Linked DNA regions of Mus musculus: regions 1, 3 and 4 are each linked to region 2. The links are chromatin contacts, called in public Hi-C, HiChIP or PLAC-seq and promoter capture Hi-C maps. All regions are on one chromosome and are shown on one strand. Each heading gives the region's core, a stretch centred on a gene start, on an enhancer-like site or on the middle of the called end of the contact. The rest is flanking DNA. Distances are from core to core; before and after follow the strand shown.

Region 1 (6,319 bases), core at 2,540-5,039, 170 kb after region 2:
CAACTCACCTAACTAAACCAACGCCTGAGTGTTGTTCACGGCCTCTCTCCTGGTTATTGTTACCCTCGGACATTTCATTTCTTCCAGGTAAGTCTGGAGGAGTGCTGTGTCTGCATGTATCAGACTCAACATCCCGAGTGTTAAAAATGAGAGAAGCAGTAGCAGGAAGTAGGGATTGTCAGTGTGGAGGGTAGTGAAACGCAGGGAGCCCCACTGTTGTGTGTACTTTTAAAACTACTGCCTTTGCTGGAGGTCTGACGTGCTCTGACCCCTCCCAGCTTCCCCTTTGTTCTACCAGCCTAGCTCTGGGAGGTGACTCTGTCAGCCCACTCCTGAGACCCTGACAGCACTCACAAGCCTTGCTGAGAGGAGGTGGGGCCTTTAGGGATCTGTCCAGTGAGTGGCTTGATGCTTTCTTCTACGTGCGCCCCTTCCCTTTCCTGAACACATGCTGCTTGTTCTTTGGCTTTTCTGTTGAGCACATGACCTCATTCATTTAACCCCTGTATCCTCCTGTACTTTGAAGCAAAGAGCATCAGGTTTCAAGGTTTTCAGAACAGCAACTTCCTGAAGAAGCTGACTTTGTTCTATTGACTCAGCTTGATGATTGGAGACAGTTTCCAGCACCATGTATGGGACTTTTAGAATTGTGGGCTGAAATAGGCCTCTTCTTCCTTCCTGAGGTAGCTACTCTCTGCTCTTCTGTTATAGCAACGGAAAACGGGCCAAGACAGTAGGCCAGGCTAAGCTGTGCTGTTGGGTAAGTCAGGTATATTAAATGCATTTTTGTTTTATGCTGTTCAACGTACAGAGGGCTTACATTTTCAGGTCTGAGCATCTGTGCTCCCTTCCCCCAGTGAGGAGTAACTAGAATTAGTATTTGCTTTTCAACACTTATCCAACAATGGAAGTAGACTTCTGCATGGTGTAACAGTTGCCCCAAGTGGGGTAGTTATATGAGATTGGAGACTGGTCTCCACTACTGAGCCCTAAGCCAGCACTACTGAGCCCTAAGCCAGCTGTGCTTAGTTGGGGTCTAGCTGGTTCCCCAACCTGTGCCTCTTCAAGCCTGTGAATGACCTGGTGGGCACTCAGTCTTTGGAGTGGGCTGGGATCTAGGATTTAGAGCAGGGCTGGACCTCTAACTCCTGTCACCTTGCTCCTATTCTGGTATTTTGTTTGTTTGTTTGTTTATTTTGTTTTGTTTTTTCTGCCTTTCCCACCCTAATCACTGAGTTTAGCTCCAGATATCTTTATTTTCCAGTTAAAACTTAGCCTGCTCTATTGGTGGAATAGATTTTGTTTGTTTGTTTGTTTGTTTGTTTTCGAGACAGGGTTTCTCTGTGTAGCCCTGGCTGTCCTGTAACTCACTCTATAGACCAGGCTGGCCTTGAACTCAGAAATCCGACTGCTTCGCCTCCCAAGTGCTGGGATTAAAGGTGTGCACCACCCCTGCCCGGCAGAATAGTTTAACAGAAGGAATTTATGACACACACACACACACACACACACACACACACACACACTTGGGAAACAGACATAGGTTCCAGGGCAAGTCGTCTTACCTCTCAGCCCCAGTGTCCTCATCAGTAAAACGAAGGGCCAAGGCTACACTATATTAAGGTATCCCTCTCAGCTTCAAGATTCTGCCCTACCTTCAATGTTATGTGCTGATGAAATGGCGTGCCTAGTCCTCGCTGGGTTTTCCCCTGTGATGGCAGCTGAGACATCTGGTCTACCTGTGTGGAAAGAGCTAGCCCCGCCCTCTCTTTCCTCCCTCCTTCCCTACAGTCCCAAGGTAGCAAAGGGAGCTGGCCAGATGCAGGAGACCTTTCTAGCAGCCCCCAAGGAGCTCCTGATTTATTTATTAGCTGCCATCTCCTTCTTCTGCCGTAGGAAAACTGCTGACCCTGTGCCATGAGGCCTGCAAGGGAACACAGCATCCATCAAGCCTGCGCTTTGTCCCTGATAAACTTAACCTCCTTTAACCCCTGTGTTCTCCTGTACTTGGAAGTACAGAGCAAGGCTTTTCAGGTTTTTAAAAATCACCTCAACTTCAGAAAGGAGCTGCTGACCTCTGTCTAAGTGCACTGTGGTAATGCATTAGTCTTTTATTTAGGCACCAGGCAGAGTGGTCACACTTAGCCCTTAGCATAGCCCCATGAAATGGTCTTTCTACATGTGGGAACACCGAGGCATAGGATGGTACCACATCCACACAGGTGCTTGCTGGTCAGAGAGAGCCCCCTCTGCCCATCTCTGAAGGCCTTGGGGAGTAGTCAGAAAACAGAAAGGTGAACTGTCTCCTTAGTTATCTGTGGCCAGAGAATTTGTGTTCAGGTCAGGACCCTGGTTGCACTTGGAAACAAATGACAGCACGAGGTGAGGAGGAGCGTGTAGTCACTTAAGTGTGGGGACTTTATCAACACCTGCTGTTTAATGGCATTTATGTTCTCTTCCCTCAGACTAGCCTCAGCTACGGGAACAGTTGGGCATATGGCATGTTAGAATACCCTCCTGAGATGGGGGCTCTGTTTGTCACTGAACCTCACATAGGCCAATTCTCCCTCAGGAAGTAGCCCGTTCCCTGGTTGGTAACCAGGGTGGTTGGTTAGTGCCCACTTTGGGTACTATCTGCTTTTGCTTAACTTTCCAGGGGCCTGGGCCTGGGGTTCAGGCCAGAGGGCAGATAATGACATCTTTCCTGGTGTACTCAGGGTGTCCTGCCTGTGAATGTGTACATTGTGTCAGAGTAGTGAAAACACGGGCTGTCTGTGCTCTTGTGAGCCCCCTTGTCCTTTTCCATAGCTGCCCCCGAGACTTGTGGGTAAGACTGTTTCTCTTGGCTACACTTGGAGCTCCCCTCACCGCAGAGGTTCCGGCCTTCTCTGGGCTTGGTTTCTGGCATCCAGTGCCTCGTCCTTCTGCAGTCTCCTCACTGAGCGCTCTGTGACTGGCCTTGGACCTCTCAGGCCCTCCTCTGTTCCCCCTCCCTGTCTTACTCACAAACAGTCCTCTCCCCAGTTTGCAGGGCTTTCTTCCCAGTGAATCTGCCATTCTGTCTGCTCACTTCATTTGTACCAGATGCTGAACCTGCCCATGGGACCAGGAAGATAAACTTCAAGGCTCTTATAGCTTCAGGCCACTGAAAAAGATAGTGGGAGAAGAGTGCAGTGCTCTGGGCGTGGTGCCATCCTGGAGCCAGAGTTCTGGAGGACCGGAGTCTTCCTGCCTTGATCCTTGCCCTGTCCAGGACCGCTTGAGACCCTCTCTACCCCAGGAGGACATACAGTTTAGGATGTCTGCCTTGTCACTTAGCAACCAGCTCCACCCTTCCCCTTCCCTAAGCCCTGGAGGTTGGCCCCAGGGAATGGGAGGCAGGGCCCATAGGCCCGCTTAGAGCCCCAGCTGAAGAGAGCTGGACCAGCAGACTCCCTCTCCTTTCCCATCGAAGGTTACCCGAGCTCTGAGGGTCATCTCAGGCTACCTCTGGCTATAAATACTATCTATCCTGAGGGATTACCTGGACTTTTCTCCTGGCTGCACCCTCTTAGGCTGGGCTGATCCTCTCAGGGCCAGTGGTTCTTTCTGACCTCTCATCCCCTTAGCCAGGTGGGTCACTGCAGACTTCTGCATTCAGCTGTGACTGCTGGGGACAATGGGAAGAGCCAGGAGAGACTGAGGAATGTGTTCTAGCCAAGTGAGCTCTTGCAGCCCAGACTGCTGGGACCAAGTGACTCTGATTCTTGCTTTCTTCTGTGTGGAACTTCATCTCCTTTCAGCCAGCACAAGCCCAGGCTTGTCCATAATCAGTACTTCAGGGCAGGACACTTTTGGCCCCATCCTTGGAGCCAGGCCTGGGGTGGAGCTTGCTTGGTAACTGAGTATGGAAATAGCTGAGGGAGTTCTGCGGGCATAAATAGGGCCAGCTCTTGGCTTGTCTTGGGAAGTGTCTGTTCCCTTTTGTTGGTCTCCAGCTCCGTATCACATCTCAGGGGCTCAGTTGCTCTAGTCCCTGAGCCATAGGAAGGATCTCCTGGGGTCTGAGATCAAGAAGCAAAGGGAGGGCAGGTGTGATGGCAGACTTGTAATCCCGGTGCTCAAGAGCCTGAAGCAGAAATATATGACTTGTAGGGAGCCTGGGCTACGAAAGCGAGACCCCGTGTACACACTCACACAGCCGTGCACTCCCATCCTGCTCTGTCAGTTGGTTCACAATTCAGCTATTTCTGAGAATCTGCATTGTACTTGACACCCTCAAGACACTAGGTTACTCAGAGCAAGGCCACGGAGTCTGCCATGCCCTTCCTGTGTTTCTGAGAACTCCTGTTCTACATAGTCATTCTGACTTAGGCAGTCTGAGTCAGGTGCTGGGAGTGACCACACACACACACACACACACACACACACACACACACACACACACACACGCGAGCGCGCGTGCGCTTTCACCACCTGTAGTGTTCTCTGTCCTGCCTTCCTCTCACCACCCTCCCTTTGGTGCCAGACACCACTCATTATCCAGGCCAAGCCACAGCAGCCACCATCATTATCCTCCCCCACCCCAGACACTGTGCCCTCTTGCTTTCTCCTCTCCCCAAGTCAGCTTGGCATCCACATTGAAGACCATATGTTAAGCTAACCTGTGTTAACCTATGCTGCGTTATGGCATTTCCCTTCCTGTTCTGCTATGTTTACAAATAGGATTTTTTTGGGGGGTGGGGGGGTTGAGGCAGGGTTTCATATAGTCCAGGCTGACTTTGAATTCCATGTACAGCAGAGAATGACCCTGAACAACTAGCTCATCCTGCTGCTACCGCCCAATTCTAGGTTTACAGATATGTACCCCACATATAAGTACGAATTGGGGTTTATGGTTTCCCATGCTGGGGATTGAACCCAAGGCCAGGCACCTAGGCATTAGCTTGGTAATACTCTGTCACTGAGCTGAGCCCCCAGGCTGTCCTCTAACCTCCATATTGCTTTGTGACCCATGCTCCCTCACACACATCATGCCTACACACACACACACACACACACACACACACACACACACACACCCTTGGTTTCAGGGATCAGACTTAAGTCAGCAAGTGTTTCCTCCACCAGGACCACCTGAGCTTTGTCAGCTTGCATCTGTGCTCTTAGCAGGCACTCCAAGAACTCCGGTACAGGAGCTATGCAGTGTCTCTTGGAGGCTCCTGCCCCTCCACTCACACACACACACACACACACACACACACACACACACACACACACACACACACACACGTCCTGCCCAGTCACAAGAGCTTTTGCTCCTGCCTGCTCACTCGAGTCACAGGAGCCCAGGACCTTGTCGCTCTTTCTTTTACCTCCTCCCATGGAGATGCGCCTTGAGCATAATTGTTGTGTTTACAGTCTTTTGTGGGCTACATCCAAAGCCGGGGTGTTTCCTCTGCTCCAGCTTCTAAGTAGTCACCACTGCATGTGCTGCTGTGGAACCTGCAGAACCCACCCTGGCCCAGGACGAAACTCACGGTGCTGCCTGCCAGTGCTGAAACTCTAACTGCTGCTCTCTCTTCCTTCCCATGCTCCCTGCTCACCCTCAGCTGGCTACCCCCAAAATACCAAGTGTCCTCTGAGCTTATTAACAACTTCCATGGTAATCTGATTACAAACACAACTAATTCTCATTGTAGAAAACTTTTTTAAAAGAATTATTTGTTTATTTTATATGAATACTCTGTAGCTGTCTTCAGCCACACCAGAGGAGGGCATGGGATCCCATTACAGATGGTTGTGAGCCACCATGTGGTTGCTGAGAATTGAACTCAGGACCTCTGGAAGAGCAGTCAGTGCCCTTAACCACTGAGCCATCTCTCCAGCCCCCAAAAAACTTTTGAGAATTTAACAACAACAACAAAAAATCACTGGTAACTGCTGCCATTCATCTATAGCCACTGTTCACATTTCAGTATAAATTCTTGCAGCCTTTTTAATATTTATATAATTATGCATACTCTTTTAGAAGCAAAAGCTGGGGCACAGAGCACTTGTTGGTCTAGAGCCTTTCCTCATTGTTACAAAGTGGCTGCCACTGATGGGTGGCACAGAGGGACATTTTACTTCTTTTTCTGCATAGTTCAGCTGTCCCAGCTGTCCCTGCATGAAACTGCTGAATAAAACCATTTATCTTGGGGATATGTTCTCAGAATACATTCCTAGAAAGCCAAAAAGTTAAGCCAAACTTTGTAGTTTTGACATCATATCAAATAAATAAGCTTAATAAGATTTATAACAATGCATTGCCATACGATTGAGTATTCATATCCTTTTT
Region 2 (6,676 bases), core at 2,822-5,321:
CAGAATTAGTGAATTCAGAGACAGACTGTCTCCATCCCCAAAATAAGGTGGAGGGTGACCAAGGAAGACATGATCATCTTTGGCCTCCACACACATGAATACATGTACTCGTGTTCAACCACAAACACATGAACCAAAAAAAAAAAAAAAAAAAAAGTTAATATAAAAGGGGTTGGGAAGAGTGCTTAGTAGCAGAGTGCCTGCCTGGCTTCTGTGAAGCTCTGGGTTCAATCTACAGCAACACACGCACAGTCACAATTTCAGTGTCTAATGGATGGTCTAACCTCAGCATCCTCGTCTCTGCAGAGTATGCCTACCACTCGGCGTATATAAATCCATAGGGTACTTACTTCCAAGAATGAGGAATTTTGGTTTGAATACTTCACCCTCCCAATCATTTAGGCAGGACTGTTCTACCAGTGAGAGAAGAGGAGCACAGGGTGGGGGTGGGGGCAGGGACTCGCTCATTATAACAAAGCCTGCAGGCGGCAGTAGAGTGATGCTGGAGTCCTCCAGCACTAGTAGGTCATCATGTTGGGTACCATAGGGGGAGATGGTACACAGCTAGAGGACTTGGTAGCAGAGGTCAGCTGTACCAAAATGTTGCTTTTTACAGGTATAAATACACAAGGAAAGCGGAGGTAAGGCCTGGGTTAAGAGTGAAATTGTCTCAAACTCAAAACAATCTCCAAAAAAGTTGTTAGGTATGACAGCATACACCTGTAACCCCAGCACTGGGGAAGGGGTATAAAAACAGAACTACCCACAGAGGCAAATCTGGGATGCATACAGGGATCCTGTCCCCCAAAGGGAAGAGTAAGTCAGGCAGTGGTGGCGCACGCCTTTAATCCCAGCACCTGGGAGGCAGAGGCAGGCGGATTTCTGAGTTTGAGGCCAGCCTGGTCTACAAAGTGAGTTCCAGGACAGCCAGGGATACACAGAGAAACTCTGTCTCGAAAAACCAAAAAACAAAAGAACTTCGATCTAATCCTTGTGACTATCCCAAATCATTCAATGACTGCCAAAGAAATGGCTCAATCTTGGGTTTTGCCAGATGTAGTGGCACAGGCCTTTAATCCCAGCACCCAGCACCCAGGAGGCAGAGGCAGGGAATAAGGCCAGCCTGGTCTACATGGCAAGCTTCAGGACAGCTTGGACGACACAGATCTTGTCTCAAAACAAACCAACGTTGGGTTCTTTCGCCCAATAGACCACGGCTGAAGGCTCCCATTCTTAGAATGTTCCCCTCCCTGCACAGCGCCTCCTTGTCCTCAAGTTCTCAAAGCATTCCCCGCCAAGCCAGACTACCCAAATTTGATGTCTAGGGCCTAAGTAGAAGGGGAGAAGCTGCCACAATCGCCATCTGATTTTCATAGGCTTTCCTAATGCATATGTGAACCCTCCATACACTGAACAAATCAATGTGTAAATGTATCAAATGCAGATAGCTGGGTGAAGTGAACACCGTTCATCCTGTAACCCCAGCAACTCAGGAAGCAGAGATAGGGAAAAATCTCTGAGTATGAGGCTAGCCTGATTGACCTACACATAGTGAGCTCTAGGCCACTGAGAACCTATCTCAGAATGTGTGTAAAAGAAAATACAAGTCGGGCATAGTGGCGCATGCCTTTAATCCCAGCACTCGGGAGGCAGAGACAGGTGAATTTCTGAGTTTGAGGCCAGCCTGGTCTACAAAGTGAGTTCCAGGACAGCCAGGGCTACACAGAGAAACCCTGTCTCAAAAAAAAAAAAAAAAAGAAAGAAAGAAAATACAGCCAGAGATACTCAAACATACCGCCTCCAGGAGTTAACTAAAGCATAGCGCTAGCCCCAGCCCCCCAGTTACCCCAAGTACAGATACCTCACATAGGTCTTCTTCCCCCTCTTAACTCCAAACAAAAACAAAGACCATTTTTTCAAAACAAAAACCAAATTTATTCAGCAGACATTTTAATTATGAATCCTATAAATCAGGACCACCACAATTTCAGACACTCCGTTGCGAAGTGTACATCAACAGCCACATCTGGAGGATGACCGAGCCATTGAATCATAAAAAAAAAAAAGTTTAGCTACCTTAAAGTTTGGGATGGCACCTGAGGTGCCCCTCGGGGTTCACAAGAGGAAAAGCCAGCATTTTCTCCTCTGGGAGTCACATTTTAAAAAAGTTTCAGTCACTCACCAAGAACTGACAGGTTTAGCAGGAGAGGCGCCCTCCAACTCTGCAGAGGGTCAAAAGAGCAGAAAAGTGTGCCCACTGCTTTCCCCCCTACACACACACACACACACACACACACACACACACCACAAACACAATGGCCGCAGGGAGATCAGGAGGTTGCTTATGACCATTTCTGAGAAAGCTGGAGCTATGGCCAAAGAGTGGCCTAGCAGAAGTAGTTCTGGAAAAGCAAAGCACAGAAACCGCAAATAACTCTTCCTACAAGGATGGCCATGTCGGCCGTGTCCTCGGGAGACTCCACGCGGTGGCAAAGGGACACTCCGGTCTGTGCTTGGCTCCAGAAAAAGACACTGGGGTGAGCGCTCCCAAGAATCCCACAACACTCCACTCTACCAACCTGACCTTGAGTTCAAGTTGGCAAGGTCGAATCAATTGCATGTCCCCATTTAAACTCATCTCTCCCCACCTTCAAGAATTCACCAACCAGGTCCCCAACCTTCATAATCACAAATTAAGCAGGGGAAAGCAAGCGTTGTCAACCCACCAACATAAATCTGCCAACTTATGTTCTTCACCCTAGAACCGCTCTGCTCTGCAATTGTAGCACCATATTCAGAAAGCTTCTGTACCCGAAAATAACGAGATCATATCTACTATTGGTTTTTCAAGTATTGTTAGAAGCCCTCCCGATTCCCGCCCCTGCGAGCCACATCTATAAACAATCCAAGCACACGATAAGGGCTAAGTCAGGTCCAAGTGGATTAAGTAGCTGCCACAGTTCAACCGGTAGATCCCAGGTCCTCGGCTGCTGGTGCTACTCAGTAGAGTCCGTTTTCTCTAACAGCCTCTCGCGGCCGGTAACTTTGAGGCTGTAGCCCGAGGGATGGACGACAGCTCCTGCTCCGCACAGTCCCGGGCAAGACACTGTTGGATCAGCGTAGCGGCGTCCTCTTCCTCCTCCAGGGATCCCCTGTCAGAGCCAGGCGCCCGAGGGCTGCAGAGTGACTGAGTCCGGTCCGCTTCGGCCACCCCCGGACCCCGGAGCGCTCGCGGGGCTCGTGGCCGCAACCGCGGCGACCGCTCGCTGGAGTCTGCGCACCGCCTCCTTGATGAGGTTTCCGGAGAGCACGAGCTGCTGCAGGAGCCGGTGCGGGTCGTCGTCGGCCGCGCGCGCTCCGCCTGCTGTCCACCGCCGCTGCTGGATTCGGTGAGAAGCCACGGAGCCGGGGAGCCACCCTCGCCGCCCCGGCCCGGGAAGCGCGCTGGCACCCGGGGCGATCTCCGCAACGCAGTAGGGCGCCGATCGGCCCCGCACACGCCCGCGCTCCCCCAGCACGCAGCGCACGGCCCCCGGAGGCGCAGGGTCCCCGGTCTCTGCTGACCCCGTCGGCCGCAGCAGCCGCCTCGCTGGGGTCCCGGTCTTGTCCGCCGACAGCGCCGCCAGGACCCGCGGAGGCGCGGGTGGGGGACCCGGGGCGGCACACGGCGAGGCCGGGCGATCGTGCGCCGTGTCCAGCTGCAGCGTCTCGCCGATCTGGACGATGAGCCGATCCACGTCGGTCGAGCCGCCCAGAGTCACCGACTGCTGCAGCAGGAGGAAGCTGTCGTCGTCCTCCTCCCCCTCTGCCTCGTCGCCGGCTTCCTCCTCCTCCTCTCTCCGGCAAGGCATGGCCCCCCGCCCGGGCCCCCGCGGCTGTGCGGGCGTCGCTGGCAGCTCGGTTGGCCGCGGGCTCGGCGAGCCGCGGCTGGGGCGGGAGCGCGGCGGAGGCCCAAGCCGGGCCAGGAGGGGGCCGAGCCTGGGGATGCGGAAGCCGGGACCACCGGGCAGAGGTACCGCGCGCCTTAGAGCCGCGGGAGCCGGAACGCTGCCGGCTTGGGTTGATTTGTAAACAATGGGTGACGTCGCGCGGCTCCTACCACCGCGCGCGACCGTGGGGGGAGACGTTCGCTAGAAGACTTAGGGGCGCGGGACGGCGCAAACCGTGCGAGACCACTGCCCACACTGTCTGCCCAGAGATAGTTTATATGGTTGCGAGCGATTCCGGGGACGGGGCACCGACTTCGCCGAGCCCAGGTCCTAGGACCTCTCGGTCCTAGGAGGCACCCTCGGCGACTGCCAATTGGCTGCTCCCACTCGCGGACACACCCCCAGCACACCCAGCCCCTCCTCTGCCGCGCCCGCTCCAGCCCCACGTGTGGGTAACGCCTGCGCTGGCCCGGGGAGGGGCGACCCCGACGGTTGGGAAGCCGACCCTGTGGTCAGAGCTTCTCAGACTTGCTCCGGTTTCTCAGAGCTACATCGAATTGACTTTTTTTGTAGTTCAAACGAAAATGTTCTCGTAACCATAGGATTCAAACGAGATTAACAGGCTTCCCCCCCCCCCCTTCATCCTCCTCTTTGTACATTATACAGCCACACACAAAAGCATTGCAGTCGCATTAAATTATAAACGCTTTTTCCGGTGACTGCACGCGCTTTGAAAACACTGTACCGATTACGTAAGTTTCCATTAAGTACTTGTAATTGTTTAAATTCCTTCAACGGTTGCTGTTTCTCTGAGTTCGCCGTTGTAGTAAGTGTGTGACTAATGCTCTTTCCCATAAAACTTTTCCAAATTTATGATTCATTTTTCAGAGTACATTCCTAAGAGTGGAGTTTTAGGTCAAAGGATAAGAGTTTTTTTTAGTTTGGCCCTTTTATTTTTTGTAATATGTATGGAAAACCTAGAACTGGGTGAATACACTCTTATTAATATGTGATATACGTCATTCATTGAAACGACTAGAATTTAGTCATTGAAAACCTTATTGTGTATATGAGTCATGTTACAGGTGAAATTGACATTTTTCAGTTTGCCTGTTATATATATATATATATTTTTTTTTTGGTTTGGTTTGGTTTTGGTTATGGTTATTTATCTATTTATTTTGGTTTTTCGAGACAGGGTTTCTTTGTGTATCCCTGACTGTCCCGAAACTCACTCCGTAGACCAGGCTGGCCTCGAACTCAGAAATCCACCTGCTTCTGCCTCCCAAGTGCTGGGATTAAAAGCATGCGTCACCACTGCCTGGTTGGTTTTTTTTTTTTTTTTTAGACTGGGTTTCTCTGAGTAGCCCTGCTGTCCTGGAACTCACCCTGTAGACCAGGCTGGCCTCAAACTCAAAGATCTGCCTGCCTCTGCCTCCCAAGTGCTGGGAGCATCCTGGCTAGCTTCCTTTGAGACTTCTTTTTTTTTTTTTTTTTTTTTTCTTTTTTCGAGACAGGGTTTCTCGGTATAGCCCTGATAGCCCGGGCTGTCTTGAAACTTACTCTGTGGACCAGGCTGGCCTCGAACTCAGAAATCCACCTGCCTCTACCTCCCAAGTGTTGGTATCAAAGGCGTGTGCCACCACGCCATTCTAACAATGGTAGATCTAGTCTCCCTACCTTGTTGCTGTTATTTGGAGGGTTTTGTTTCTTTCTCAAATCCATCCGTAATTTTTTTTCTTTTTGTTTTTTTTCGATTGGTCTTTGATTCAGGGAGATGAGATGAAATTAATTTTCTCCCCTCCCTTCCCCCTCGGCTTGCCAACCAGGGCAATATTTCCTGGTTGAAACAGAGGAGTGTGGTCGTTACACAGAGGCTGTGTCCTGAGTTTCCAGATGCTGGGAACTGGTGGGTATGAAGGATGGGTGGGGCTGGAAATATTCTGATCTGTCTTATGGGAACCAAAAGAGCTCTAAACAGGTTGTACAAAGACCTAGATTCAAGTCTCATCCCTACTACAAACTGGGTGTGGGACTCCTGGCCAATCAGTTTACAGGTGTTTTCACTTGTAAAATGGAAAAAAAAAAAAAAAATCCCTGCCCTGCCTCCTTTGGAGATTGTTTTCAGGATCAAACGAGGTGATGGGAGCAGGCTTTGTCAGGCATTACACAAATGTACTGTGGGATTAGGCCCAGTGCTTTACTGACTCTGGGCTCTCTTCCAGCAATTTCCCTGGGGAAAGAGCTAATATCTTAATAATAAATGTTATCCCCTGAGCCCACTAAGTAATGCAGACCCTGAAGGCAATCCCACTAGGGCCGGAATGGCCCTTAGAATCCTAGACTTTGTGCTATCTGTCGACTCTGCCCTGGAATGGGTTAGGGACTTCCTGAAAGCACTCTCCCAAATTTCAAGGTGTGTCATAACTACAGCAGTTCGGCAGGTTTGGCTGAGAGCACCTTCCCATCAGGCAGCTCCCTCCTCCATCTCCATCTCCATCTCCCATCTCTTCACACTCTTTTACTGTTGAAAACCGGAAGCTGTTCTCCCCAGAGATAAAGTCTCATTTTCATTCTGATGGTACTTACTGGAGAATTTCAAGGAGAATGAAAATTACGAGAGGGCTTATGGATTTCAGCAGAGTTAAGATGGCAATTCCACACCCCCCTTCTCTGCTCTGTAAGATGATGCCTGGCTGTAAGTAGAGAAAAGCAGTTTTATGCTCCATTGGCTTTAAACATTAATG
Region 3 (6,769 bases), core at 162-2,661, 190 kb before region 2:
TTGCCCTAGAGAATGTGGGGTGCACAGGGAGGTGTGCCCTAGAGAATGTGGGGTGCACAGGGAGGTGATGCCCTAGAGAATGTGGGGTACACAGGGAGGTGATGCCCTAGAGAATGTAGAGTGCGCAGGAAGGTGGTACCCTAGAGAATGTGGGGTGCACAGGGAGATGTGCCCTAGAGAATGTGGGGTACACAGGGAGGCAGCAACTCCAGGCAGCCCCTCAGCACAACACAGCAGGCAGCTCACCCCAAGGCAGAGCCTGAGAGAGAGTCCCAGGCCGCTCCCCACTATCCACTTAATCCTCTCCTCAGCCAGGCAAGAAAGGCTTGTTATGTGTATTGATTAGCCAATCAATTCCACCCAGGCCTGTTCCATGCAGACTTTACAGTAGCTTGGCGGGATTTACAGATCAGCAGGAGAGCAGGTGGGAGGGCTCAGCAGAGAAGAAACCTCAAAGGCAGGCTCTCTGAATGTGCCCCGTGATTCACAGGCATACCAGCCAGGGCAGAGTAGGGGCTCAGTGCTTCCTGAGAGCCAAGGAAGGGGGGTCAGCAGCACACATGATCTATGTGTAGTCTAAATGGATCCGAGTGTCAGGAGTCCAGCTGTTTGGGCACTCAGATGAGACAGGAATTCTCCCGGGAGTCTTTATTAAAAAAAAAAAAAAAAAAAAATCAGCCGGCAGCATGGCCTCAGCAGTAACACTGGATCCTTACAATAAATGGGTTTTAAATGCTTCTTATCACAGCACTGGGTCAAAGTGTGTCTCAGGAAATCAATTCTGCAGGCTCTCATACCAGGAAGGAGGACAAGGGATAACTGGGAGGCCTGGCACAGCCTGGAACAACTGGGTCAAGGCAGAGCCTGCTAAGACTGGCCAGAGAGGTTGATGGCCTCCGACTGAAGCTCCCAGAGTGCAGAGCAGATAGAGTGGAATCCTGAGGGCTTTGGGAGAGATGGGGAGGTAACCCCCCTTAGGAAGCCCAGACTGGCCCTGGCCAGTCAGTCCACAGCAGGAACCTTCTTTCCTGTTTAAATGACCAACTGGAACAGTTTACAAACCCAGAAGAGATGGTATGAAGGCCATCAGGAATGGCAAGTGTTGGTCAGTCTCAAAAAAAAAAAAAAAATAGATGAAGATTGCTGACATCAAAGGAAGCAATGGGAAGATTTCTGGGTTCAACTGTCTCTGCCGCGCACCAGCCATGGGCCCAGAGAACCCAAGAGGGCTTTGTGGGATGGACGTTGTCTGTCATGCAAGACCTGGTGAGATCCCAGGAGTGCACAGCTTAACCTTTAAACCTCATTTCCATTTGTCTGTATTATGGAAGCGGGGCTTTTGTCCCTCCTTTCCCCACACGGCATCACAGTTGTTCCCAGAGTGGCCACTAGGGTGTGCCAGAAGCCTTCCCTGTATTTGCTATACAGCTGCTACGGTCTCACTTTTTGCTACATTTGACTTGCCCCGTGACACTTCTGTGGTCTTTTGTCACCACTCACGTCAACCCCCCCCCCCCCCAGCTAAAGTTGCTCATCTCTGCTTGCACGTGGCCTGTTGGAGATCCTCTCAGCACAGCCTGGGCCTTTCCCAGCCCTCATCCTTCTGTGCTTCACAAACTCAGGGCACCCAACCTTTCTCCATGGTGTTTCACAGGTCCCTCAAAACGAGTCCCTCATCACTGGCTGGGAGGATAACAGAGCCTGACCAAAGGAAGAGGTTTCTGATAAGGGGGTCAGAGGGGCCAGCAAATGCTGGAGAGTCAAGGTATAACGGAAAACACCCACAGTGTATGTCCCTGGTGAGGCATTCAGCAAGAGCTGGCTGGGTCACATACATTATGGGGCATTGGGCATCATGAACCTAAAACCCTTCTGCTTTCTTATCTCTGTCTACACACCTTTCCCCTAGTTTCCAACTGTTCCTTCACCTACACATTCCAGTATATGCACGAGCGGGGGCAGGCAGGCGTGCGGGGACACACACACACACACACACACACGCAAGCCTCCTGTTCAGCACCAATTCAAAATAGCAAATACAAGCATATTGGGTTTGCGTATGAATATTTAATTACCACCCATCTCTCCCTAATCCACCAATGGCAGACATCGCTCTTGCTCCCAGAGTATCCTGAAGTTGGCGCACTCACTGCAAAGGCAATGTAACCATAACTGAACGGAACCAATGAGGATACTCAGTGACCCTCCCACGTCCTGGCCGGAGCGAGGGATCAGCACAAGGACGCAGCTCCAGGGATGCAGACACGGGGCAGGTAGGAGTCTCTGCACTCCTGGAGCCCGCAGTCTCTGTTCTGATCTGTCATGCAGATCAGATGCCTCCTAAAAGTCAAAGCAGCACAGAACAAGAAACTGGTCTTGTGGATGATGTCATCTTGACTCTGTTCTTCCCTTCCCATATCTAGATGGAACACTGTGCGCCTAGCAAGGGATCTGGGCAGCCACTGAGGAAGGTAAGAGTCTATCCTGGGAAGCCCCAGAGAAGGGGATCTGTTCTAAGAAATATGGTATGAGTTCTATAGGCAGAGACTCCCCAGGTTATCCTGTATCCCACCCCTAAGGTCCTAGGACTCTGAGGAGGCAGCTTTCCACCCCCAGTCATCCCCCACTGGGTATGGGAGCCCTTCTGCCCATCCCTGACTTAGGCACTGTCCCCAAGTGCCTGTTACAGCCATACTCCACACTCTGACAAGCAGGGGAGCGAAGGTCGGGACCCCATGTTCTTACTGCAAATCCCCATTAGCTCCAACCTCTAACTGGTCTCAGCAGGCACACTGCCTCTGAGGGGATTAGTGGGGCCCTGTTGGGGCAAGGCATTGGGCATCAGCCAAGGTTTCACTGAGCTCTGGGCTCTGACATGGATCTGCTGCCCCACTGCAAAGCTCTTTATTTTGTGGCTCTTCAAGCCGCAGGGGGCTTCAGCACAGTACAGCGTTCCAGCGCACTTTATCCGTGGCTTTCTGGTCATCAGACTGTAGACCTGGGCCTGGAGTACAGCGAGCCAGCCCTGCACGCACTGAGCTCCTTGGGCACGTATTTGATCCCTGGAGTGTGTAGGGGGTTGATTAGCCTCTTCTTCAGAAAGCACAAGTGGCGGTTGTGGTCGGAGCAGAGGAATGGGAGCCCTCAGCCAACACTGCTATTAGGTCATTGTCTTTGGGGCTCTGTGAGAACATGGAGCCTGGGGTTTGGGAATCCTACTAGTTTGAGCTGGTCTCCAGTCAAGGTCCACAGGAAATTCCCCCGTGTCTATGAGTGTGTGCCACTCACTCAGACTGCCACAGGTGGCTACTGTCCTGCATGACATTATCTCACACTGTTAGGTAGAGGGGATCAACTACCATGAACCCAGAGGAATGGCTACGCAGGCCACCCCTGGTACCTGCGCCAGTACCTTTTTGTTACTAGACAGGTAGATTTTCGCCTTGAGCAAGGTCTATAGCAAACTAGAGCATATTAAAGTTAGAGGGCTTCATCCGGCAGAGAAGTACGAATGCTTTGATGTCCCCACCTAGTGCTGAAGCAGACTGAAGCTACTGTGCCCAGACGTCACTTCAAAGCAGCGGGGTTCCAGCACCTCTGCTTTAGTGAGGGAGAAAGAAAAACAGCTCCTGACTTCTCTCCTGAGGCACAGGCTGCATGCAGGAAGGGGGGGGGGGATCTGCAGAGGTGGGTGTAACCACCTCCTTCACTTACTCTGCAGGCCTTTTCTGCAATGCAGCTGGGGTTGGGGGCAGGGGAGACACAGCCCAGCTCTGTTTAGCACAAGTCCACCTTTGGGTGTCTGGAGGTGCCCGCTACACACTCACTGTTTGCCAAGGAACTTGTTCTTACAGAGAGAGGGAGCCCCAGCCTATAATCTATAGTCATGGGGCTTACAACCGCCAAGTTCCTGGGGCAGTCTGGACATCACCACCATAGAGTGGCTGCTTTGAGTCTTTCTTCTTGTCCCCTCCTGTTTTCTGAGGGCCCAAGGGGCCCAGACACTGCCATCAGCAGAAACCTCCCTGCCTGCCCACCTGGGGCCACCAGCTCTCCTGTGCAGCTTTCAAGCACCCACCCCACCCAACCATTCATTCTGCAAAAACCTCACCAAACAAAAGACTAAGTGGCCTGGCTTGTTATACCGTAAACCATCCTGTGATACTGACTTGACCTTGGGTTGTTTGCTGGGCAGCTGTGAACATCAACTTCCACAAAAGAAACACCCCCAAAGAGATCTCCCCCGCAAGCAGCCTTCTCTCATAAGCTAACTGGCTCCGCCAAGGCAAGGAAGCTTTGAGGTTGGAGTCCCACTCAAATGAAGGATACCCAGGACACAAAACCATTCCATCTTATAATTCTGTGGACAGTCAGAAAGTGGCAAGCGTGGTTCCCAACCATGTGGTGAGAACACAGTACCAGATGTTGAGAGTGGCTGATAAGGTGGCCGAGAGGGAAAGGCTGAACTGGGAAGTGGGTACCATGGTCAGCAGCACTGGACTCTGGGGTGCACTTCCCAGGGTTTCTGGTATCAAACTCCATAGTTGGGTGCCACAGCTCCTGCGCTGGGCTCCAGAGACGTGACCTCCCAGTCACACGGGAGGACGGGAACGTGGCACTGGAGCACACAGACCTCAGAAAGTCAGGCCAAGGGAAGGGAGGTTGGGACTGAGTATGGGACCCTCTGGCAGAAGTCTGGTTGCCTTTCTTACCGTGTTTCAGGAAGGAATGAAGATGGCCCCCGGGTTGTGTTATAAAGTAAGAGGAAATCAGAGGAAAAGCTTTAAAAATGAAGACAGGGTAAGCTATCAAATAAGAGAACACAGGCCAGACGTGGAGGTACACACCTTTGACTCCAGCACTTGGGAAGCAGAGGCAGGTGCAGCTCTGTAAGTTTGAGGCTAGCCTGGACTATATAGCCAGATCCAGGGCAAGGCTATATAGTAAGACCCTGTCTCCAAAGGGGTGGGGACACCTGCTCTGCATGGGCCCTGGGGTTGTTATAGCGGGTTCCTCGAGTGAGGCCAAGCATTGGCTGATTCTGAGGCTAAGCTAGGAGTATGTCCTTCCATCCATCTGTCTGTTGCCCCACCCCACCCCCACCGTGCAGTCTCCACAAAGAGAAGGCTGTAATGAGGAAGAGCAAGGCTCTCTCTCACCTGTATCCTCAGAGGAGGCTGAGGATACAGGTCACCTCTCCAAGGCCAAGTCACAGATAAGCCAGTCAAGGGACCAACACTTTTCTTTGTTGTCTTTAACATTGATTTGTTGTTGTTTGTTTGTTTGTTTTTGGTGTTTTGTTTCATTGTTTTGTTTAACATTGTTAAACAACAAGAGCTGTTCCCTTGGTCATGTGGCCTAGGGACTCTGGTTGCTTGTCCTGGCTCCCTACAGCTACAGTGGGTAAGCCGGAGACAGGTTCCCCTAAGTCCAAACACCAAGAGCTGGGGCAGAGAGCAACAAAGCCGGGTCTTCAATACTGTGAGAAACTCAAGCCAGGAGACTCCCAGAGAGTTAAAGAAATCAGTCAGTTTGACGAATCGATCTTTGGACAAATCGGCCAATCCATGAATTGCCTTCGGCAAATTGGCTTTTAGCAAAATGACATTTGGTAGATTGTTCTGTTTCTGACACAGCGATGCTTTTACAGGGCAATTATGCGCACAGTCCCAGCCTGGCACCAGGGCACAGAAACCATTCTGCAGATGGTAGACCCACCCACCTCACACACTGCTCAGTGCTTAGATGAGCTGAGCCAACGTGGGGGTTAGAGCACCGAGGAAGACGCATACTGCCCTGCCTGCACATCCTCCCTGTGGCCTCTTCCTTCACTCAGCTCATTTTGACAGAGAGCAGATTCTTCGGACAGCACCGAGCCGGGGAAACAGGGGCTAATACAGTTTTTGAGGAAAGAAAGCCAAGCAAAGGAGCAACAGGGCCCAGTAAGGAGAACCTATGCTGTGCACCAGGAGGCTCTGCACCAGGCAGGTGGCCAAGCTGCAGCAGTTGACAGGTCTGCGCTTCTTCGGCAAGAAGCTGGGACTCTGGCCAGTGTAGTGGGGCAGCCAATGCCAGGACAGATGTCGTGGAAGGAAGGCCAGTGAGCGTCATATTTCTCTCGTTCTGCTTACCCTCAGTCTTATCACTAAAAGCCATGTCCTACTGTTCTCTGCTCCTGTTCCCAGTCCCTAACTGAACCCTGACATCAGGAGCATCGCAGGCAGAAAGTGGGATCTGCAATTGAAACCCTGGTCCCCTCAGCACAGAAGGGAACCCTTGGAGAAGGAAAACACCCAGCCATCCCCAGCTGGCACACAACCAGCCTGTTACAGGGGATATCTGCCCTCCAAAACCCAGAGTAACCAGAAGAGCGCCAAAAGGGCTAGGCAGAGAGCTGTCCCTGGTCCTGAATCTCCGAGCCCCCTCTGCTTACACACCTTGGATCTCAGCCACTCTCAACCTTCCTTATCTAGTCCAGTTTACAGTTTAACCAGCACCTTTTCTTTTTCCCAAACTCAGAGATTGCAGCTTGTAACATGTACTAGGTGTCTGAGAAGTGCACGGTGACCCTGATTCTAAGGGCAGATGTGTGCATATCACAGTCCACATCATTAAGTTTCTTCTAGGTGGGGGTGCAACTCTGATCTGGGCCCCCTCCATTGAGGCTAGATTGTCCCTCTTGTCCGTCCAGATGCAGCCAGTGGAAGCAGGTGGTGAGATGGTGTCTGGCATGCTCAGACACAGAGGACCTTGTTCACGGTCACGGCTG
Region 4 (6,125 bases), core at 2,776-5,275, 230 kb before region 2:
CGTCACGAAGACAGACTTGGGGAGACTGAGTAACCAGCTTAGAGCAAAGGAAGGGGGAGATTTAGGTTCGAAACCATGCTGCCAAGGCCAGAAGCTCTATATTCAAGAGCCTCCACAGGCACTGGGGAGAGGGTAGCCAGCATCTACCCCTGACCAGAAATGGCCTCTGCTTCTGCCGTTACACATCCAGTGCTGTCATTAATCCCACATGCAAGCTTCTTCGTGAAATTTGAAGACGTGGAATTGAGCATCTCGTAGAATATGTAATTTCCCTGGGGCCACACAGCGGCAAAGAGCAGCCTCTGGGTCTAAGCCCTGAACTGCCTGACCTGGCAGCCCATCCACTTTTGTTTTCACTCTCATTTTCAGCTAAGCAAAGACCACGTGCACACACATTCTTACTTGCAAGCCTCGTTCAAACGCCACAGGTTGCTTTGAATGCTAAGTGTCTTGGAAACATGTGAGCAACCGAGCGCGCGCGCACACACACACACACACTTGTTTGTTTATTTACTTATTTATTTTGGTTGGTTTGGCTTTGTTCTTTGGAGAAAGGTTTTCACTATGTAGCCTTGGCTGGCCTGAAACTTGGCTATGTAGAATCTGCCTGCTCCTGCCTCCTGAGCGCAGAGATTAAAATCGGCACTACCTCAGGGTTTTGTTTTGTTTTGTTTTGTTTTGTTTTGTTTTGTTTTGTTTTGTTTTAAAGGACATATTCCAGTGTTACTGCTGGGAATGCAAACTGGTATAACTCTAATTACAGATGTCTTAGATCCAGAAATAGTTTCTGGAAGTTTCTCTCTACAGATGCATATACAGACATGTGAGATGGTGTGGTTTGTCAAAGAAAGCCTGGTGCTCCGGTCTGAATGCTCCTAGAATGCATGTTGAGACTCTTCACCAGGCAAGTGCTGAAAGGTGGCCTTTAAAACAGGTTGCGGTCAGGAGGGCACTGTGCTTACTCCCCCAGAAGTGGGCCAACTGGCAGGAGTGGATGTCTGGTGCCTCATGGCCATGTATCCATGTCATGTGACTTCTCAGTCCTGCCTCTGCCATGTTGTCACACGTGTGCCTGGACTTCCAGTCTGCAGAAGCAGGGTTGAAATAAACTCTTCTCACAGTCATTTTTCCAGTCTGTAGCTGCAGACAAGGAACTCGGACCTGGAAACTGCAGCTGTCCATCATCAAGCAACTGCTTAAACTATGCCATGTTCACAGTAATGCAAGTCTCCTCCACGGAAGGGTACAGGAGGCACAGTTGCCAAACTCCTGTGTGTGGCCTTCTAGCCCTGCCCCACACAGACACATATGGTTTCTATCTACCGTGCATGACATACAAGCAGCTTGCTTTCTTGTCGGCAGACAGCAGGGCTTGGAAACCTTCCAGGTTGGCATATAGGAATCTGCCTCATTTTGCCAAAGTGCTTTGCAGCATCTCTGAGAAGAATAGACACCCTGTGGTTTAATGAGCAGCTTCCCTGTTGTTGGACAGTCCAGCCGTTGAGACAGCTGTGAACACTCTTTTACCCATGGCTTTGAGAAGTGTGAGCCTCCCTCTAGAACAGATGCTTATCAAGGGAACCCAGATGACAAGAATGGATGTCACATGGCTGGGCTGCCCCAGCAGGCTGTGTCAGCTTCCATGGGCCAGCATCCATAGTCAAGCCCTCGCCCTCGCATCTACACCTATCTGAGTACTGCCAGCTGCCCAGCCCTGTACCAATGCTATGGCAAGCTCGGAATCATTCTCCATTCTCAGGAGAGGCATAAAGACAGGATGTGAGTGTAATGGCAAGAAGGGCTAGAGAGTTCTTCCTGTCAATAAACAGATCTGCGCCTGCAGCACCATCAGTATCAACCGATTTTAAAACCCCAAGGTTGTGTGAGGTTAGCAAGAAGGGAGAGGTGTGTTCATCGGGTCACCGGATACCCAGCTGCCCCCCACCTGTTCTGGACTGCAGAGGAAGTGAACCCCAAGACAGGTACAGCCCGGTCGATGTGGCTATGGTTCTGGACAGGAATCTCCCAAAATAGCACAGCTGACGCCATGTGATCTTATAAAACAGGCCGAGCAAGACTTGGACCCCAGCCTACCACAGCTGCTCCCTGCCCGGGTGACCTTGGGCATTCTCCCTTAACATCTCCGGGGCTCACTTTACGATTCAATAAAGAGCCTGCGATCAAGAGGGGAAGAGAGGCAGGCGCTGATAACCCAGAATGGGTGCCGAGGGAATCAGTGCAGCTCGAAGAAGGAGGGCAGGTGCAACCTTGATGTGTATTTAATTTTCTCTCCTCGTGTGCTGACAGCATCCATCCTGGTTAATGGGCCGAGCAAGACACCATCCCCTTCCCACATCAGTACCAGCCCTGACACAGAGGACGGTCGGAGGCAAACTTCAATGTGTAAAAACAGACTTCTTAAGACTACAGGAGGTATATATTACAGTGTATATATTACAGATCTAATGGTCTATTTGAAATACTTACATTTGCCGTATTATTTTTCAAATTACTAAAAAGTACAGTAGATCATAACCATGACATTAAAAAGCTGAACATAGAACTTTAGTGAACTCTAGTGGGTAGAAGTCAACCACGAACAGGGTCTTGATAGAAAAAGTGCTCGAAGCACCTGAGGTCATCTGGAACTTGGGGCCCTTGACGTGACTCAGAGCTTCAAAGACATGCCACAAACATCAACAGAGCCGCACCTGGGATCTCAATGTCCCTTCCCAGTTCATTCCCCAAAACCACAGGGCCGAAGTCTCCTACAAGCCACTCAAGCGTCCTGGCTTATCCCACATGCAGTTATTTGTTTCTGTCCTGAGCAGAGGTCAGCCCCTCACTCACCATTTTAAGCTTCCACTTGCCCAAGGCTGGGTCTTCCCAGTTGAGAACCACCTGTCCCCCCTCTGGTAGTTTCTACCGCTCTCTTTCTCCTGGGAACCATCTTGTCCAACAGAAGCCAATGTGAACCACAACTTATATGTTTTTCTCTTCCTCTCTCTCTCTCTCTCTCTCTCTCTCTCTCTCTCTCTCTCTCTCTGTCTGTCTCTCCCTCCCTCTCCCCTCCCTCCCTTCCTTTTTCCTCTTTTCTCCTCTCTCTCTCTCTCTCTGTCTCTCCCTCCCTCTCCACTCCCTCCCTTCCTTTTTCCTCTTTTCTCCTCTCTCTCTCTCTCTCTCTCTCTCTCTCTCTCTGTTTTTGTTTGTTGTTTTATTTGAGATAGGGTTTCTCTGTATAGCTCTGGCTGTCCTGGAACCCACTCTGTAGACCAGGCTGGCCTCGAACACAGAAATCTACCTGCTTCTGCCTCCTGAGTTCTAGGATTAAAGGCACACTGCACCATGCCTGGCATAACTTACTTATACATTTTAATCAAAAGTTTTAAAAAGAAATAAAATCAGAAGGCTAAGGTAGGAAGACCAGAGATGTCAGGTCAGTCTAGCTATGTAGTATGATCCAGTCTCGGAATATTTACTAATTCGTTAACCTTTTTAAAAAGTAAAGACAACTGAGAGTTTATCCGGAAGTGGAGAATGGGTAGGACCCAGGGAGACATAGCTGGGGAGGGCAGCAGCCAGGCTCTCTTCCAGTCCAAAGGACTGTGGGTTGGGAACACACTCTGGCGTCCGGCAAGATTATAAATAGCCCCGTGTTGTTGGTCATTAGTATAACTCGGGCGCACTGAAACATTAGCTGTGTGGTCTGCTTATGCCTGCTCTATTAATGGAGCCTAGCCTGAAACAGCCTCTCCTGTCTGCGGTCAGAATAATTCTCAAGCTGTAAAACCCTCTACCTGCCCAACCCATTCATGCGTTTCTATGTGTGTGGAACTGTCTTCATCCCCTGCACCCAGAGGCTGCAAAAGCGGTGCCCTGAAACAGGAGCCATTAATTCCAGAGCTGGACCAGACACTAGCCACCCAAACCACTCGCTGTGTCAGTCAGCATTAACTGAGTCAGGCCTGCCAAGCACACGGGAAGGGCACAAGCCTTCAGCACAAAGGAATGCCGGAAGAAAACTATCATCCATCCTAAAATAGAATCAACTTCAGTTGAGTATATTCCCTTCCAGCCTGCCTGCTTCTCTCCTCCCTTCCTCCCTTCCTTCCTTCCTTCCTTCCTTCCTTCCTTCCTTCCTTCCTTCCTTCCTTCCTTCCCTCCTTCCTACCCTCCCTCCTTCCTATTTCTTCTTACCTCCTTCCTCCCTCCTTCCCTCCTTCCTTCCTTTCGTCCATTGACAAGCTCCCGTTAAGTAGCCTATAACTTGCCATCTTCTCAGTCCTGGGAGCACAGGCATATACATGGCCCCATCAATTTTTATGTTCATATTTGTATCACATTAATTATTCTGCATGTCATTGAATACAGATTACGGTGCCATACAGTCATTAACTACTCACTGTTTTATCATATGGGCGTGGCAAGATGTAATGAATCATTTCTACTGAATTTTCACGCCCACTTCTCAATGAACATTGAGAAATTAAGCTTTCTAGTCTGTAGCAGAATAAAGGCAGCAAAATGCAGGATTGTAGCAATGAAAGGACAGTGTTGGCAAGCTGTGGCACGAGCCATGACAGACACGTAGCCTTTTGGCGTTGGACTGCAGGTTAGACACCTGAGCTGGCATATGTCTTCTGATGGATACATGGGAGATGCTGTAGTTTGTACCCTGGCCTCGCCTCTTCCTTTCTTCCCAACTATCATGGGGTCAAAAACTTCATCATCCACATGTTCCCAACATGATGTGCAACCTTACCACAGGCCCAAAGCAATATAGCTCCCCAACTATGGTCTGAATTCTCTGAGGCTGTGAGGCAAAAATGAAGTTGATTGTCTCAGGTATGTTGCTATGGTAATAGAGAGCTGACTAACATTAGCGGATGGTAGGCTAATGGACAAATGACCTTAACTGATTTCTTATGAAATAGATCTGGCCTCGGGCTTGATAGCACTTTTTCTCCCAAAGACAGCTATAGGATCAAAGTTAGTTATGACAGCTTTAGGTTTGCTCGTTTAGGACATGTGCTGTCTGACCCTGGAAAGGAAAGTGGGGGACAGCGTTGAACTCATTGGCACAGGAAAAGACTTCCTGAACAGAACGCCATTAGTTCAGGCACCAAGATCAACAATTAACAAGTGGGACCTGAAAAGCTTCTCTAAGGCAAACGATACCATCATCCCGACAAAGCGGCAACCCACAGAACGGGAAAAGAATTTCCCCAGCTACACATCTGATAGAGGGCTAATATGCAGAATATAAGAACTAAAACAAACCAACCCAATTAAAAAATGGAGTGCAGCTCTAAACAGAATGCTCAATAGAGGAATTGCAAATGGCTGAGAAACACTTAAAGAAATGTTAAACATCCTGAGTCAGCAGGGAAATGCAAATCAAAACGACCCTGAGATTCCATCTTACACCTGTCAGAGTGGCTGAGATCAATAAAACAACTGACAGCTCATCTTGGCGAGGATGTGGGGCAAGGGGAGCACGGCTGGTGGGAACGCAAACTTGTACAGCCGCCGTGAAATCAATATGGCAGTTCCTCAAGAAGCTGGGAATCGATCTACCTCAAGATCCAGCTAACCCACTCCTGGGCATATGCTCGAAGGACCCCGCATCCTACCACAAGGACACTCGCTCAACTATGTCCGTGGCTGCTCTATTCAGCCAGAAATGGAAGCAACCTAGATGTCCCTCAACAGATGAAAGAATTAGGGATTTGTATGTAGTACATTTACACAGTGACGTACTACTCAGCCATTTAAAAAGAATGAAATAAAATCAGGAAATTCACGGGGAAATGGGTGGAACTAGAAAAAAAAAATCATTCTGAGTGAGGTAACCCAGACCCAGAAAGACAAACCTGGTATGTGTTCTCTTATGTGTGGCTATTAGCTGTTCCATCAATGAGAAACAGACTACAATTCATAGAACCGCAGAGGTTAGGGGTAGTGTGGGGACTAGGAGGGGACAGATAGATGTCCCTAGGAGATGTAAATAGAATATGTAGTTATGGATGGGGGACAGGGACTGGAACAGGAGGATAAAGTTGGGATAGGGAATTAAAATGGGACTAGGAGAGAATCCAGGAGAGGCAGCTACAATTAAGGAACAT

The links. Promoter capture Hi-C pulls out the DNA fragments that hold promoters and counts their contacts. A called contact is a pair of places that touch in the nucleus more often than the background predicts. HiChIP or PLAC-seq counts read pairs in DNA pulled down with a chosen protein or histone mark.
Region 1: a promoter capture Hi-C map of embryonic stem cells shows a contact between it and region 2, with 2.7 times the contacts expected there. The contact joins the enhancer-like site here to the promoter of Frat2 in region 2. A contact is called at or near these places in 7 of 39 promoter capture datasets (the C10 cell line, the SN4741 cell line, cranial neural crest and 4 more), 10 of 484 Hi-C or Micro-C datasets (CD4 T cells, CD8 T cells, Th1 cells and 7 more), 3 of 115 datasets of contacts at active chromatin or transcription factors (the HPC-7 cell line, memory CD8 T cells and pancreatic cancer cells) and 2 of 9 other capture datasets (adipose tissue and liver).
Region 3: a contact with region 2 is called in a Hi-C map of bone marrow-derived macrophages, with 36 read pairs. The contact joins the enhancer-like site here to the promoter of Frat2 in region 2. A contact is called at or near these places in 1 of 39 promoter capture datasets (cranial neural crest), 21 of 484 Hi-C or Micro-C datasets (the 3T3-L1 cell line, the G1E-ER4 cell line, the HPC-7 cell line and 13 more) and 6 of 115 datasets of contacts at active chromatin or transcription factors (bone marrow-derived dendritic cells, bone marrow-derived macrophages, embryonic forebrain and 2 more).
Region 4: a contact with region 2 is called in a FOXA1 HiChIP or PLAC-seq map of pancreatic cancer cells. The contact joins the enhancer-like site here to the promoter of Frat2 in region 2. A contact is called at or near these places in 3 of 39 promoter capture datasets (the 3T3-L1 cell line, cranial neural crest and hippocampal neurons), 1 of 484 Hi-C or Micro-C datasets (nephron progenitors), 5 of 115 datasets of contacts at active chromatin or transcription factors (bone marrow-derived macrophages, embryonic forebrain, forebrain and 2 more) and 1 of 9 other capture datasets (liver).

The regions. Positions count from the first base shown.
Region 1 is chr19:42,018,817-42,025,135 of GRCm38.p6, forward strand. All of the region lies in intron 1 of Ubtd1 (ubiquitin domain containing 1), which reads left to right. Among named protein-coding and RNA genes, the nearest start is that of Ankrd2, 14 kb to the right of the region's middle. Within about 2 kb of position 3,790, at least 80 of the 459 cell types and tissues checked have an H3K27ac peak or open chromatin away from gene starts, as enhancers often do. A contact at or near this core is called in CD8 T cells, Th17 cells, embryonic stem cells and 3 more, where this site is marked.
Region 2 is chr19:41,844,061-41,850,736 of GRCm38.p6, forward strand. Frat2 (frequently rearranged in advanced T cell lymphomas 2) reads right to left here and starts at 4,072. Exons shown (of 1, transcript NM_177603.3): 1 at 1,912-4,072. The coding sequence starts at 3,851. The coding sequence ends at 3,156.
Region 3 is chr19:41,654,785-41,661,553 of GRCm38.p6, forward strand. The region is part of intron 4 of Slit1 (slit guidance ligand 1); the gene reads right to left. Among named protein-coding and RNA genes, the nearest start is that of Gm34116, 33 kb to the right of the region's middle. Within about 2 kb of position 1,412, at least 21 of the 459 cell types and tissues checked have an H3K27ac peak or open chromatin away from gene starts, as enhancers often do. A contact at or near this core is called in the N1E-115 cell line and bone marrow-derived macrophages, where this site is marked.
Region 4 is chr19:41,616,941-41,623,065 of GRCm38.p6, forward strand. The region is part of intron 25 of Slit1 (slit guidance ligand 1); the gene reads right to left. Among named protein-coding and RNA genes, the nearest start is that of Gm52407, 16 kb to the left of the region's middle. Within about 2 kb of position 4,026, at least 13 of the 459 cell types and tissues checked have an H3K27ac peak or open chromatin away from gene starts, as enhancers often do. A contact at or near this core is called in pancreatic cancer cells, where this site is marked.